Linked DNA regions of Triticum aestivum: region 2 is linked to region 1. A link is a contact called in public Hi-C data. All regions are on one chromosome and are shown on one strand. Each heading gives the region's core, a stretch centred on a gene start, on an enhancer-like site or on the middle of the called end of the contact. The rest is flanking DNA. Distances are from core to core; before and after follow the strand shown.

What was found. A called contact is a pair of places that touch in the nucleus more often than the background predicts.
Region 2: a contact with region 1 is called in a Hi-C map of leaf, with 3 times the contacts expected there. The contact joins the promoter of LOC123044340 here to the promoter of LOC100192141 in region 1. A contact is called at or near these places in 3 of 5 Hi-C or Micro-C datasets (leaf and root) and 1 of 1 datasets of contacts at active chromatin or transcription factors (leaf).

What each region holds. Positions count from the first base shown.
Region 1 is chr2B:199,098,470-199,105,207 of IWGSC CS RefSeq v2.1, forward strand. LOC100192141 (probable WRKY transcription factor 3) reads left to right here and starts at 3,498. Exons shown (of 4, transcript XM_044467063.1): 1 at 3,498-3,804; 2 at 4,732-5,573; 3 at 5,681-5,797; 4 at 6,536-6,738. The coding sequence starts at 3,616.
Region 2 is chr2B:199,664,794-199,671,510 of IWGSC CS RefSeq v2.1, forward strand. LOC123044340 (protein IMPAIRED IN BABA-INDUCED STERILITY 1) reads left to right here and starts at 4,827. Exons shown (of 9, transcript XM_044467065.1): 1 at 4,827-5,970; 2 at 6,546-6,717. The coding sequence starts at 5,611.

The DNA of each region.
Region 1 (6,738 bases), core at 2,248-4,747:
TGATCCAGCAAGGAGGAAGGAGAGGTTGAGGAAGGCAGCTCCAACGGCAGCACGACGGCGTGGTGTAGTTGGTGCAGAAGTACTCCGACAGGGCTTCGCCAAGCACGTACGGAGGAGGAGAGGTGTTGGGGAGGGGAGGGGCTGCGCCTTGAGTTGTGTCGTACAGCAGCCCTCCCCTCACCCCTCTATATATAGGAGGAGAGGGGCAAGGGGGCCGGCCCTCTAGGGGAAACCCTAGAGGGGGGCGGCGGCCAAAGGGAGAGGGAAAAGGGTGACTTGCCCCCCAAGCTAGGGGGGCGCCCCCTTTAGGGTTTCCCCTCCCCTTGACCTAGCCGCATGGGCCTAGGTGGGGAGGCGCGCACAGCCCACTAGGGGCTGGCTCCCTCTCCCACACAGCCCATGTGGCCCCCCGGAAGTGGTAGCCCCACCCGGTGGACCCCCGGAACCCTTCCGGTGGCCCCGGTACAATACCGGTATGCCACCGAAACTTTCCGGTGTCCGTTTAACCACTTTCCTTATATAAATCTTTACCTCCGGACCATTCCGGAACTCCTCGTGACGTCCGGGATCTCATCCGGGACTCCGAACAACATTCGGTAATCACATACTTGTCTTCCTGATAACCCTAGCGTCACCGAACCTTAAGTGTGTAGACCCTACGGGTTCGGGAGACATGCAGACATGACCGAGACGACCTCAGGTCAATAACCAACAGCGGGATCTAGATACCCATGTTGGCTCCCACATGCTCCTCGATGTTGTCATCGGATGAACCACGATGTCAAGGGTTCAAGCAACCCCGTATACTACTCCCTTTATCAGACGGTATGTTACTTGCCCGAGACTCGATCGTCGGTATCCCAATACCTCGTTCAGTCTCGTTACCGGCAAGTCACTTTACTCGTACCGTAATGCATGATCCCGTGACCAGACACTTGGCCACCTTGAGCTCATTATGATGATGCACTAACGAGTGGGCCCGGTGATACCTCTCCGTAACACGGAGTGACAAATCCCAGTCTCGATCCGTGTCAACCCAACAGACACTATCGGAGATACCTGTAATGCACCTTTATAGTCACCCAGTTACGTTGTGACGTTTGGTACACCCAAAGCACTCCTACGGTATCCGGGAGTTACACGATCTCATGGTCTAAGGAAGAGATACTTGACATTGGAAAAGCTCTAGCAAACGAACTAACCGACCTTTGTGCTATGCTTAGGATTGGGTCTTGTCCATCACATCATTCTCCTAATGATGTGATCCCGTTATCAACGACATCCAATGTCCATAGCCAGGAAACCATGACTATCTGTTGATCACAACGAGCTAGTCAACTAGAGGCTCACTAGGGACATATTGTGGTCTATGTATTCACACGTGTATTACGATTTCCGGATAATACAGTTATAGCATGAATAAAAGACTATTATCATGGACAAAGAAATATAATAATAACACTTTTATTATTGCCTCTAGGGCATATTTCCAACAGGAGACACCTGTAGTACTCCTTTATAATCACCCAGTTACATTGTGACGTTTGGTAGTACCCAAAGTGTTCCTCCAGTAAACGGGAGTTGCATAATCTCATAGTTACAGGAACATGTATAAGTCATGAAGAAATCAATAGCAACATACTAAACGATCAAGTGCTAGGCTAATGGAATGGGTCATGTCAATCACATTATTCTCCTAATGATGTGATCCCATTAATCAAATGACAACACATGTCTATGGTTAGGAAACATAACCATCTTTGATTAATGAGCTAGTCAAGTAGAGGCATACTAGTGACTATATGTTTGTCTATGTATTCACACATGTATCATGTTTCCGGTTAATACAATTCTAGCATGAATAATAAACATTTATCATGAAATAAGGAAATAAATAATAACTTTATTATTGCCTCTAGGGCGTATTTCCTTCAGCGGGAGGCGGCGGAGCTGAGGTGGCACATCGTGATTGGTCCGGGTGATGTGGCGGCGGCGGTGGACATGTCCGGTGGCGGGGATTTTTGTCCGGTGGCGCGGTGGGGAAAAAGGGGTAGGGTTTCATCTGCGTGAAAATCCGGGAGGGGCACAAATATATAGGTAGAGGGAGCTAGGAGTGTCCAAATGAGGAGCGGTTTTCGGCCACGCGATCGTGATCGAACGACCGAGAGCATGGAGGGGAGTTTGCTGGGTTTTTGGGCCACTTTGGAGGGGTGTTGGGCTGCAACACAAAAGAGGCCTTTGCAGTTACCCGGTTAACCGTTGGAGTATCAAACGACCTTCAAATGGCACGAAACTTGACAGGCGGTCTACCGGTGCTATAACAAGGCCACTTGGCAAGCCTCGGGCCATTCCGAAAAAGTTTAACACCTGCACACAACGAGAGACGAAAGGGGAACGCCGTAGGGCATAGGAGAGCCGGATTGCAAAACGAACAACGGGGAAAAGGCTCGGATGCATGAGACGAACACGTATGCAATGCAATGCACATGATGACATGATAAAATGCAACACGCAAGCAAATGACATGGCAATGACAGTAAATAACTAGCAGACACCTGGCGCATCGGATCCGGGGCGTTACACCCTTCCCCCCGGCACCGAACACAGAAGCTGGGGTTCCGGCACTCCGCCGAGATGTGGCCATCATCCTTGCCACAGTTGTAGCAGCAGCCAAAAAGCTCCGCCGGCATCCTGGACTCCGGCGGCGAACGGGGCGCAGCCAACACGCGCTGAGCATGGCGGCGCCTCTGTGGGAAGGCAGGGCGAGCAGGCGGCCCTCTCGGCCGGCGGCTCCTATCATCCAAACCGCCTCCACCTGGGGTGAATGAGAAGGACCTGCAGCCCCGCCCTGGACCAGCGGACCGAAGGCCGTGCCCACAACCGGCGTCACGACGATGGATCTGAGCTGGGGGCGGGGGGGACGGCAGGACGGGCAGAGCATGCTCCAGACGCGGCGCCGGCGAGGAAGTAGGGGAGGAAAGCTCCGACGAGGATGAGCCGGACAGAGAAACCCGCGAAGCCATGGCGAGGCGGCGGGGGAAGGGGTGGGGTGGGGTGGCTGCCGGTCCCGGAGCGGAGCACGGCGCAAGGCTGGTGGCCGCCGGCTGTGTGGGAGAAAGCACTGCGTAAAATACTTGAACTATAAGAGCAACTCCAATGGAGCGATCCATTTCGTCTGCCGCTGTTCGTTTGGGTCGGCGCGGACAAAAGAGGAGGCTCAACGCGCCGACACAAACCAAATCATGTCCGCTTCGTGTCCGTGTCGACGCATTTGCACTTAAATTTGCGCCCCAAAGTTACACACAGATATTTGGGTTCGGTCTGTTGGTTCGGCTTACCATGTTTAGAAGGGGTGGACAAATATCTCCGTTACGGTTTCGGAAAATATCCGGGTTTTTCCTTCCGCGGGGCTTCGCCTCCGCTTGGACGACGTGGCACGAGCCACCAATCATTCAGCGCCCTCATTGCGATTTTTGTTGCCTCGCCCACTCGCACTCCCGTCCGGGGGAATAAATACCGAGCGTCCCACTTGGCAACCAATCTGACAGCAGAAAGCATCCCTCCCTCCCTCCAGCCCACGCGCTCGTCGCCGACGCGCGCGTACTCTACTCACCCATGGCGGCGGGGCAGTGGTCAGGCATCGGCGACGGCGGCGGCCTCTGGGCCCCGCCCGCGCTCGACAGCCTCTTCCCCGACGACCAGCCGTCGCCGGCCGCCTCGGCGCTGGGCTTCTTCGGTGGATCCCTCGCGCAGCTCCCTTCCCCTCCGCCGCTCTGCGGCACCGCGCTCCTCGGGTACCCCCAGGTACCGACGACCGATCTCATCTCAGCTTCCTCCCCCTAATCGCACGCTCGCTGCTGCTGTCCTGTTTGATTGATTAACAGCACGTAACTACTGTATCTGACATAGCTCGACGTACCAATTAGTAGTAATTATACCAGTAGCAGTACAGATACTGAATCGGCATGAACAGGGTAGATTTTCCTTCTGTTGTTTCTGTTGCCAATCCAGCTCCCTCCGCATTGCTATTTTTAGGCCGCGGGATCGGAATTTCCGCGCCCTGTGGCCCGTGCTCCTTGGAATTATTGGCCCTGGACGCCCCAGCCGGAAGGGGACCAGCTTCTCCAGGGACGAATGGCCTGCATTGCACGTGCGTCAAGTTAATCGCGGGTCGGCCTCGGCCCGTGGATTGGTAACTGTCAAGGTCGCCGATGTGTGCCTTCTGCCTTGCCGACAGCTGCACATTGATGTGCTGGGCGCCCCAAAAAAATTCACGTGCTAACAGGTCGAGTTATAGATAAGTAAACATCGCAATCGACAAGGACAGGCAGTGGGCGGGCGATCTTTCCAAGAACCTGATGTTTCTTGAGATGGTGGAGTAGATTTGTGGTCGGTGTAGTTAGAGCGTTAATGGTGGCACCTTCGTCTTCCATTTTGAAAGCGTTAAGGAGCCTGATGGTTTCCCTTCAATAATATTAGAAACCATGGTGCTTGCCCTTGATTCCTTTACGTCAAAATTTGTTGATACCACGTCGATGTCCACTTTTCCTATGCTATGTTTTGTTACTGTTGTACTATGTTTTGTTAAAACCGGTATGTTTTTGTTGAATTCATTTACATGGTTTCGTTACTATTGCACTGTGTTTTCTGAGTTGCTTTATATGGTTTTTTAGTTACTATTGCAATAGTATGTTCTATTATAACTGGTATTTATATTTTCTTCGTTTGCAGGACAACTTTGATGTGTTCCATGAACAAGACCTAGCACAGCTGGCAGCACAAGTAGCTCAAAAGAAAGAGTTGCGGGAAAAACAAGGGGCGGGATTGCATCACAAGATTGGACCTCAACTAGCTTTTTCTAAATACAGTATACTTGATCAAGTGGACAACTCTTCTTCTTTCTCATTGGCAACTTCAGTGCTGACACCTCAGCATGTCAGTTCTTCCGTAGGCGCGGCATCAATGCAGGGACAGACTTTGCCATCACACACTGGTAGTGGTAGTGTCAACACTGGACCAACTGGAGTTTTACAAGTGCTCCAAGATTCATCCACCACTCTGGACAGTATCAACACTGGATCAACTGGAGTTCTGGAAGCACTCCAAGGTTCATCCATCACTCTGGATAGACCTGCTGATGATGGATACAACTGGCGTAAGTATGGACAAAAGGCAGTCAAGGGTGGGAAGTATCCAAGGAGCTATTACAAATGTACCCTGAATTGCCCGGTCAGGAAAAATGTAGAGCACTCTGCAGATGGACGAATTATTAAAATAATTTATAGAGGTCAGCACTGCCATGAACCCCCCTCAAAGAGGTTTAAAGATTGTGGTGATTTATTGAATGAGTTAAATGATTTCAATGATGCCAAGGAGCCTTCAACTAAATCACAATTAGGTTGTCAAGGTTATTATGGAAAACCTATAACGCCAAATGGAATGATGACGGATGTTTTATTGCCAACGAAGGAAGAGGGGGATGAGCAATTATCTAGTTTAAGTGATATCCGGGAAGGTGATGGTGAAATAAGAACTGTTGATGGAGATGATGGTGATGCCGATGCAAATGAAAGGTATTTCCTACAGCTGAACATAAATTCCTTACTTGGAACTTTGCTAAGTTCATCCAGACTTCCTAATTAGCATCTTTAAGCTTACTGTTATTATTTCCGTGAGGCAGGAATGCACCAGGTCAAAAGATTATCGTGAGTACAACGAGCGATGTTGATCTTTTGGACGACGGCTATAGGTGGCGCAAGTATGGACAGAAAGTGGTGAGAGGAAATCCTCACCCAAGGTAAGCCCATCATCTCATTTTATTGTTGAATCTTTGAAGTTTTTTCTTTACCATTTTATCTTAGAAAATGTGTCATATTTACAATTATATATGTGATAACTGCCTTGAATACTAATTGGTTAATGTTGGAGCCTATGAAGTTTGTTGGCATCAACTTGATGTTGTTATTGACTTTGTTGGCATCAACATGATGTTATTGACAACTCCACATGGCTCACTTGCACTTGCACACGCATGGGACATTTGTCTTGCAGCAATGCATGGAAAAGGCTTTAAATTTGCATTCAAGAGAAATATACATCTGACAAGCTTAAAAAGCATGATAGGCTAATACTGCTTGTTAATGACAGCCAATATCCATCCTACATAGAATTGGCTTTGGAATTATTTGGCAAAGAATTCATGCCTTGCTTATCTTATAATTCAACTGATATGAAGATCCTCCTGCTGATCTAAGTATATTTTGTAACTGCTGCTCTGGTTTATTTGAATGAGTACACATTTGACTGTTACACACATAGTTGGTGAAACAAGGAATACATTTCTTCTTTTATTCTGAAAAAAGTGTGGTGATGAATAATGTGCATGCTTATCAATTGTCTGTGTATCTTCTGTTATTTTTCACAAGACCCAGCTGGCACAGACAATTTATTCCAAATTGAAAAACCATATCTCCATAACGTTTTTGAGTTCCAGAAAAAGAGTCCATGAACCTGAGTGCCTACTCTGTCCATGTAGGAGCTATTACAAGTGCACTTACCAAGGATGCGACGTCAAGAAGCATATCGAGAGATCTTCCGAGGAACCACATGCTGTGATAACTACATACGAAGGGAAGCATACGCATGACGTGCCTGAGTCTAGGAACAGAAGCCAAGCCACAGGTCAACACCACTGCAAAGAGCAGACTTATTCAGAACAATCAGCTGCAAGCTTCTGCA
Region 2 (6,717 bases), core at 3,577-6,076, 570 kb after region 1:
TTCTGGAAGTCATGTTACTATACCAAGGCGAACCTACGAACTATTAAGAAACTATGATGAGCCCAGATTCCGACAGATGGCTTGAGGCCATGAAATCTGAGATATGATCCATGTATGAGAACAAAGTGTGGACTTTGATGGATTTGCCCGATGATCGGCAAGCCATAGAAAATAAATGGATCTTTAAGAAGAAGACTGACGCTGATGGTAATGTTACTGTCTACAAAGCACGACTTGTCTCAAAAGGTTTTTGACAAGTTCAAGGGGTTGACTACGATGAGACTTTCTCACCCGTAGTGATGCTTAAGTCTGTTTGAATCATGTTAGCAATTGCCGCATTTTATGATTATGAAATCTGGCAAATGGACATCAAAATTGCATTCCTTAATGGATTTCTTAAAGAAGAGTTGTATATGATGCAACCAGAACGTTTTGTTGATCCTAAATGTGCTAACAAAGTGTGCAAGCTATAGCGATCCATCTATGGACTGGTGCAAGCATCTCGGAGTTGAAATGTACGCTTTGATGAGTATTCTCCAGGGAAGTACCCAGGAGCTCCTAGGTGCTCCACACCCCTACATGAATATTAGATTTAAAATACCAAAAAAATCCGGAATTTGTGGATATCGAACCTGGGTGCCTAATCTACTCCCCTGTGAAGTTTCATGAAAAAATACCACGAAACGTATCTGGCAACGGAAATACAATTTGAACTAAATCCATCCAAAGAGTTTTTTTCCTACATACAGGATTTTTCTGTCTTTTTTCCATGGATATGCTTTCTTGTATTTTTTCACAAAATTTCACACGAAAGTAGATTGGACACCGAAGTTTGATATCCAAATTTCCTTTTTTTTCAAATTTCCGGGTATGTTTTGAACTTAATATTCATATAGGGGGTGAAGCACCCCGGTGCTACAAATCCTCTTCTGTGTTCTCTGGCTCTTGGTTGTAGAAAACGAGAGGATCTTTCTTTTATCTTTATTATGGTCCTTGAGAAAGATAACGAAGCACAAGTAAGTGGTAGGAGCATCTCCAACGGTCCCATATCCATAAAAACTACCGTTTAGGGAAAATATAGGCAAAAATCGTCTCCAACACATTCTGTAAACATGAAATGAATTTAGAGGATCTTGAAAACTTGGCTGCATCTGCCTCTAGTTTAGAGGAAGTTTTCTTTCCTGTAAACTTTTGACGGGCTAGAAACCGCCTGAAACTTATCGACGCGACACTACTGCCCCGCCGGAATACAGCTGCGCTGCCACTGCCCGCCTCGCTTCCCTTGCTGTCGCCCACGGCCACGCCGCGCCACCGATGCCGTCATGCTGCGCCGCGTCACCACACCGCCTCTCGCTGGCGGCCACCGCACTGCCTTGCGCTACCCTCTTTGGAGGACGCCACGTGTGTCACTGACTGGCGGGCCCTAGACTATCATCTAGTTTTGTTTAATGAAAAGTAAAATATAAAAAAATATTTAGGGAAGAAATTTACGTGACCTAACAAAAGTAGCTCCGAGAAAACTTTCTCTAAAATTTACGGACATCCTGTAGCTACCATTTCCGTATTGTATATATTCCCTACGTCCACAAATATAAGAAGTTTTGGATATTTCAATATGAAATATATATATGGACTGAAAGTAGTGAACAAGCACGCTAACCCATGTCTATGTATAACAGATTAAAAAAAGCTACTCCCTCCGTCCTATAATGATAATGTTAGACGTTTTTTGACATTAGTATAGTGTCAAAAAAATTCTTACATTATGAGATGGAGGAAGTAGAATATATTATACCCCTCTGCAGCGAAATATAAGACGTTTTTTATGTAGCTGGCTAAAGAAATGTCTTACATTTTGTTAGAGGTTGTACTTATCTGTAATCGGACGGTGTAGTAGTACCTTTTACCTTTTACCTTTTACCAATTGAAGCACGAGCAATATTCAGGGCAAATGGTGGTGTATACCCTACCCGACCGAACAGGCCAGCATATACTTTAGGTCCAAACCACGAGCAGCATGACTCGTTTATTTATTTTAGGGGAAGCATGTCTCTCTAGTTGGTAGAAGAGCAGAAACACGCAGGAACCGGAGTCAACGTAGATCGCATGGGGACAAAACAGAGGTGGGCGCAAAGTCTCGCCGCGTAGTAATTGTCCGTGGACCGGATCGTCAGAAATCGCTCGCAGCTTTGCGAGCACGCACGGTTACTTTGACTAAACCGTCTGCCGTCTCGGTCGCGCACATGGACCCGTGTCCGGCAGCAGGCAGAGCTGGGTCGCCGAGCTCGCGTCCCTTTCACACACAGGACGAACTCCGACGACGACGAGAGAATCGGCCCGCTCGGGCCGAGGGGGTGGAGACCACGGACGTGCCGCTCGTCACGTCGGGGAAAGAAATGTTCTCCGGCGAAAACACTAGAGGGGTAAAGAGGAGCCGCACATGTTTGGCTCGTCCTTTGATCCAGGACAGCAATCTACTCGAGAGTACGTAGTACATTAGGAGTAGGAGTACTGGCAAATCGCTGATATAGCCATAATTAATGGAGTGGAGCATTTTTAAGAGGTAAGAGCACTAGAGACCCACAAACTTGTATTGTATGTGATGATTTAGTCCACAAACTTGCAAAAGGTGATCAACTCATCCCTAAACTTGCACTGCTTGGGATGATCTAGTCCACAACCAATCAAGAGCGGACAAATGGCGCCTCATTGGCCTCTGTGTGGCACAGCCGCTAGCTTTGGCGTTTTTGCAAAAAAATCTTGACCTTTAGGGAAATCATGCGCGCGTACATGTGGCACTAAAGCCAGTTCCAGGAATATGTTAAGTGGCTGAATGTGGATGTTGCATGATTGGTTTGCAAATTTTGATTTTGTCTCAGGGAAAAAGTTTGCCAATAGGCGCGCTTGGGTGGCGTCCATAGTTAATGCCACTTGTTCTTGTACAAAAGGGAAAGTAGGACAGTCAGTCTGTTTTCCAATTGAGATGCTGATAGGCGCAAATCAAGAAAAAAAGTTCCACCTTAGGATTTTCCTTTGTAATAAGAACTAAAAGTGAGATGAAAAGATGTGTTGTTTCAGTGATATGATCTATGAGATCGGAGCAGTTAACCCATGTAAGATGTTCCCTAGCGCATTCGGCCTGACTGGAATGAAGCGCAAAACATAACAAAGTTATAGAGTAGCCATTTGGATACGACAGTAGTAAAGACAAAAAATAGAAACAACTTCCATCCAAAGCGAATGAAAATGATTGATTTCCAGGAATTTCCGTGCACACTATGATTAAGAAAATCCTGGTAGAAAATTTCTTTCCAAGAACTGAAGTCTTGTGAAAAATCTACAGTCCAGAGAGGACATCATGGATGCTTTTATGTAAACATTTATGCAGTTTTGTTTTAAAAAAAGTCTCACTGCGAACATGTATGAGAGCCTACAAGGCATAAAGGCACTCTGAAGTCTTTTAAAAAATATGTAAAAATACTTGGTGTAATATCATTGGTGTCAATTACTATGGTTCCGGTCCTGTAAGATTCTTCTTGTAACCTTTTTTTTAAAACAAGAGATTCTTCTTGTAACATAAACTCAGAAAAGGATGCGTCTAGTCTTGATGCAGAAGATGATTAGTTCACACAGGTTGAAGAAGGGTATCATATCATTGAGATGAAGAACAAACGCTCAGACTAACTTGACCAGAACAAGCCTCGATCACTCGAAAGCTTGATTGATTATCCATCCTATACTCCAGCTAGTACTATGTAGAGCTGATGATCCACTTTATCATACACAGCAATAACATGCAGAACAACGTTTTGAGATCCATGTCTTAACTATACACCTCTCCCCTCTTTTTTGCTAGCAATTCGGTCGAACTGCTGTTATGATCAGTTCGTGTTTCAGCCACCTATATAGCGATCTAGCTAAGAAAGATCGATCCATGGTACATGCGCAGCTGCACACGCTCCCCGTCAACCTACAACTAGCTAGCAGCCACGGGAGTTCGCGCCACCGCGCCGAGGATATCGATGGTCGACCGACGGTGAACCATGGACGTCGTCATCGCGGCCGCCGCCTCGCGTCATGCGGTGCCGGCGGCCCGCTCTGCCGCGGCCTGCTTGTGTACGTACTTATGATTTCTCATATGCTCTCCCATGTGCTCGCGCACGCGTGGCACGGTCGTCGTTGCTCCTGAGAGGAGACTGATGCATGCGTGTGTGCGTGCTCGAGTGGTGTGCCTCATCACGCTTCTCTTATGTACGCGCTTATGATTTCCCTAAAGGTCAAGGGCGATTTTGCAAAATCGCCAAGGTCAGCGGCTGTGCCACGCAGAGGCCAGCGAGGCGCCATTTGTCCGCTCTTGATTGGCTGTGGACTAGATCATCCCAAGCAGTGCAAGTTTAGGGATGGATTGATCACCTTTTACAAATTTATGGACTAAATCATCACATACAATGCAAGTATGTGGGTCTCTAGTGCTCTTGCCTCCATTTTTAAGGTTGCTACCGAGAAATAATGGAAGCCTTTTAGTAGAAGCTGGGAACCCTAGTTGTTGCAGAGTTTGCGTACATGCAGTGCAACCAGGGACCAGCCCGTGTCGGGTCGGGCCGGTCGCCACCGAACGTGACGCGCAGGCGTGCTCGGCACTCACGGCGCATCGCACCGGCACGTACGGTACGGCGGGGCCGTCGTTCCAAACCCAATGCTGTCATAACCCAAAGGTTGAAGACGTAAAATATGCAGTCGTTGCTCATGCTGCCCCTGTCTAGCTCCGCTAATCTCGCCGGTACTACAAGAAGAAGGGCGGCGGGGGCACGCAGAGAGCAGAGGGGGAAAGGCAAGGCGACGACCACGGGCCCGAGAAAGCAGAGGAGAAAAGCGCCGTCGTCTACCACCAGTCCACCACGTCGGTCCATCCTCGCGTTGGAAGGACCATTTAAAGCCCCCGTTCCCACCTGCGAACCCGCCCCCACTACTCCGTCCTCCGCGCCACTCATCCCGGGGAGCTTTCCTTTCCTCTGCACCCTCACCCCAAATAAATCCCGTGGCGTTTCTTGATCTCCTTGCGATTCCGGCGACGCGGCGGCGGAAGGTTGCCGGCTGTGCCGCGGTTCTGGCTGCCGCGCTGCTCTGACAATCGGTTGTTTCGGCGGTTTCTTGATCCGTCGCCCGCCCGCCCACTGAGTTCGCGGAAAAGGTCGCCGTAGCTCTTTTCTTCTTTCTTTTCCCCCTCGCGGCAACGGCTGTCCCGTGCTCTGCCGCCCAAAACCCTCCTTCCTTCCCTGCCGATCACGGTTCCGCGGCTGGCCGCTTTCTCGATCTGTCCCAATCGGCGGAGCTGGTGGGCGACGTCAGGGTCTCGTCTCCTTTCTGTTTGCTGGTGGCGAGCGTCATTTATTACTCCCCAGGTCAATCCGGACTTGTTCTTCACCCCTGCCGTGCTTGCCCCGTGACCACCACGCCTTTCGGCAAGGGCTCGGTCGGTTTCCTCTTGATTCTTCCTGTTCCCCTCTATCCATCCAATGCGGCAGTGAGGAGCTTCACAGCGGAGGGAGGGAGGAGCTCGCCGTGCATGGTTTGACGTGTTTTCTGGTACCCTGCTAGTGCGCCGCCGAGATGGGCTGCGTCGCGTCCAAGAAGGCCGTCGTCTCTATCACTCCGGCAGTCGACTCGTCCGGCGTGTTCCGTGACCGCGCGCTGGAGCCCGCTGCCGTCTCCGCCTCCTCCCTGCGCAGCTCGGCTGCTGCAGCCGCGGCGGCGAGGTTGGTGGAGAAGAAGGACGACGCGGAGGAGACGGGAAAGGCTGTCGTCGCCGTGGCGGCCGCGTCGCGGAGCTTCCGGCTGCGGAACCTCCGGAGGAGCCTTGAGGGGGAGCAGGTGGCCGCCGGGTGGCCGTCGTGGCTCAGCGCCGTTGCCGGGGAGGCCATCCAAGGCTGGATCCCTCTCAAAGCCGACTCCTTTGAGAAGCTTGAGAAGGTACTGTGCCGCTTTCGCTTCAGCTCTCCTGCCAGATTCAGTTTAATAGGTCATTTTCCATTGCAATTTTTTTTCATGCATGGGAATCCTTGGAAAGAAAACGGTTATTGGATTTGCTATTTGTCTGGATTGGTAGGCATCTTTATGGAATCTTATATTATGTGTTACAGTTAGTATAGGTATAGTACCGTACTGCTTTGCTGGGTGATGTATTAAGACATGAAGAATAAACTACTACTAGGATTGTGTTGTGGTAATAATGATCAGAAGGGAGGTAACATGGGGAATTTGGTGTCTCCTACTGTCAGCTATGACAAGTTTTAGTTGTCTCTGTTGTTGTTATGCTTTGCTGGTGGGAAATTCACCTCCTACCAATTAGTCTATGCTGTCATTGTCAAGCTGGTAACATGGCAGTCACTGACTGCTAATTTGGTAGTACTGGTGTATATTTGCAGCAAGTAGGTTGAAGCTGTAGGTTACATGATAAAATTGTCCTTTTGTGTTTTTGTTGTTGTTGTTGTGATGTACAGTTTCTAACATGCGCTTTATTTCTCCAATTACACACATCTGTCCAGGTTGGGCAAGGCACATACAGCAGTGTATTTAGGGCGCGCGATCTCGACACTGGAAAGATTGTCGCACTGAAGAAGGTGCGATTTGACAATTTTGAGCCAGAGAGTGTTAGATTCATGGCAAGGGAGATACAGATATTGAGAAGGCTTGATCATCCAAATGTCATGAAGCTGG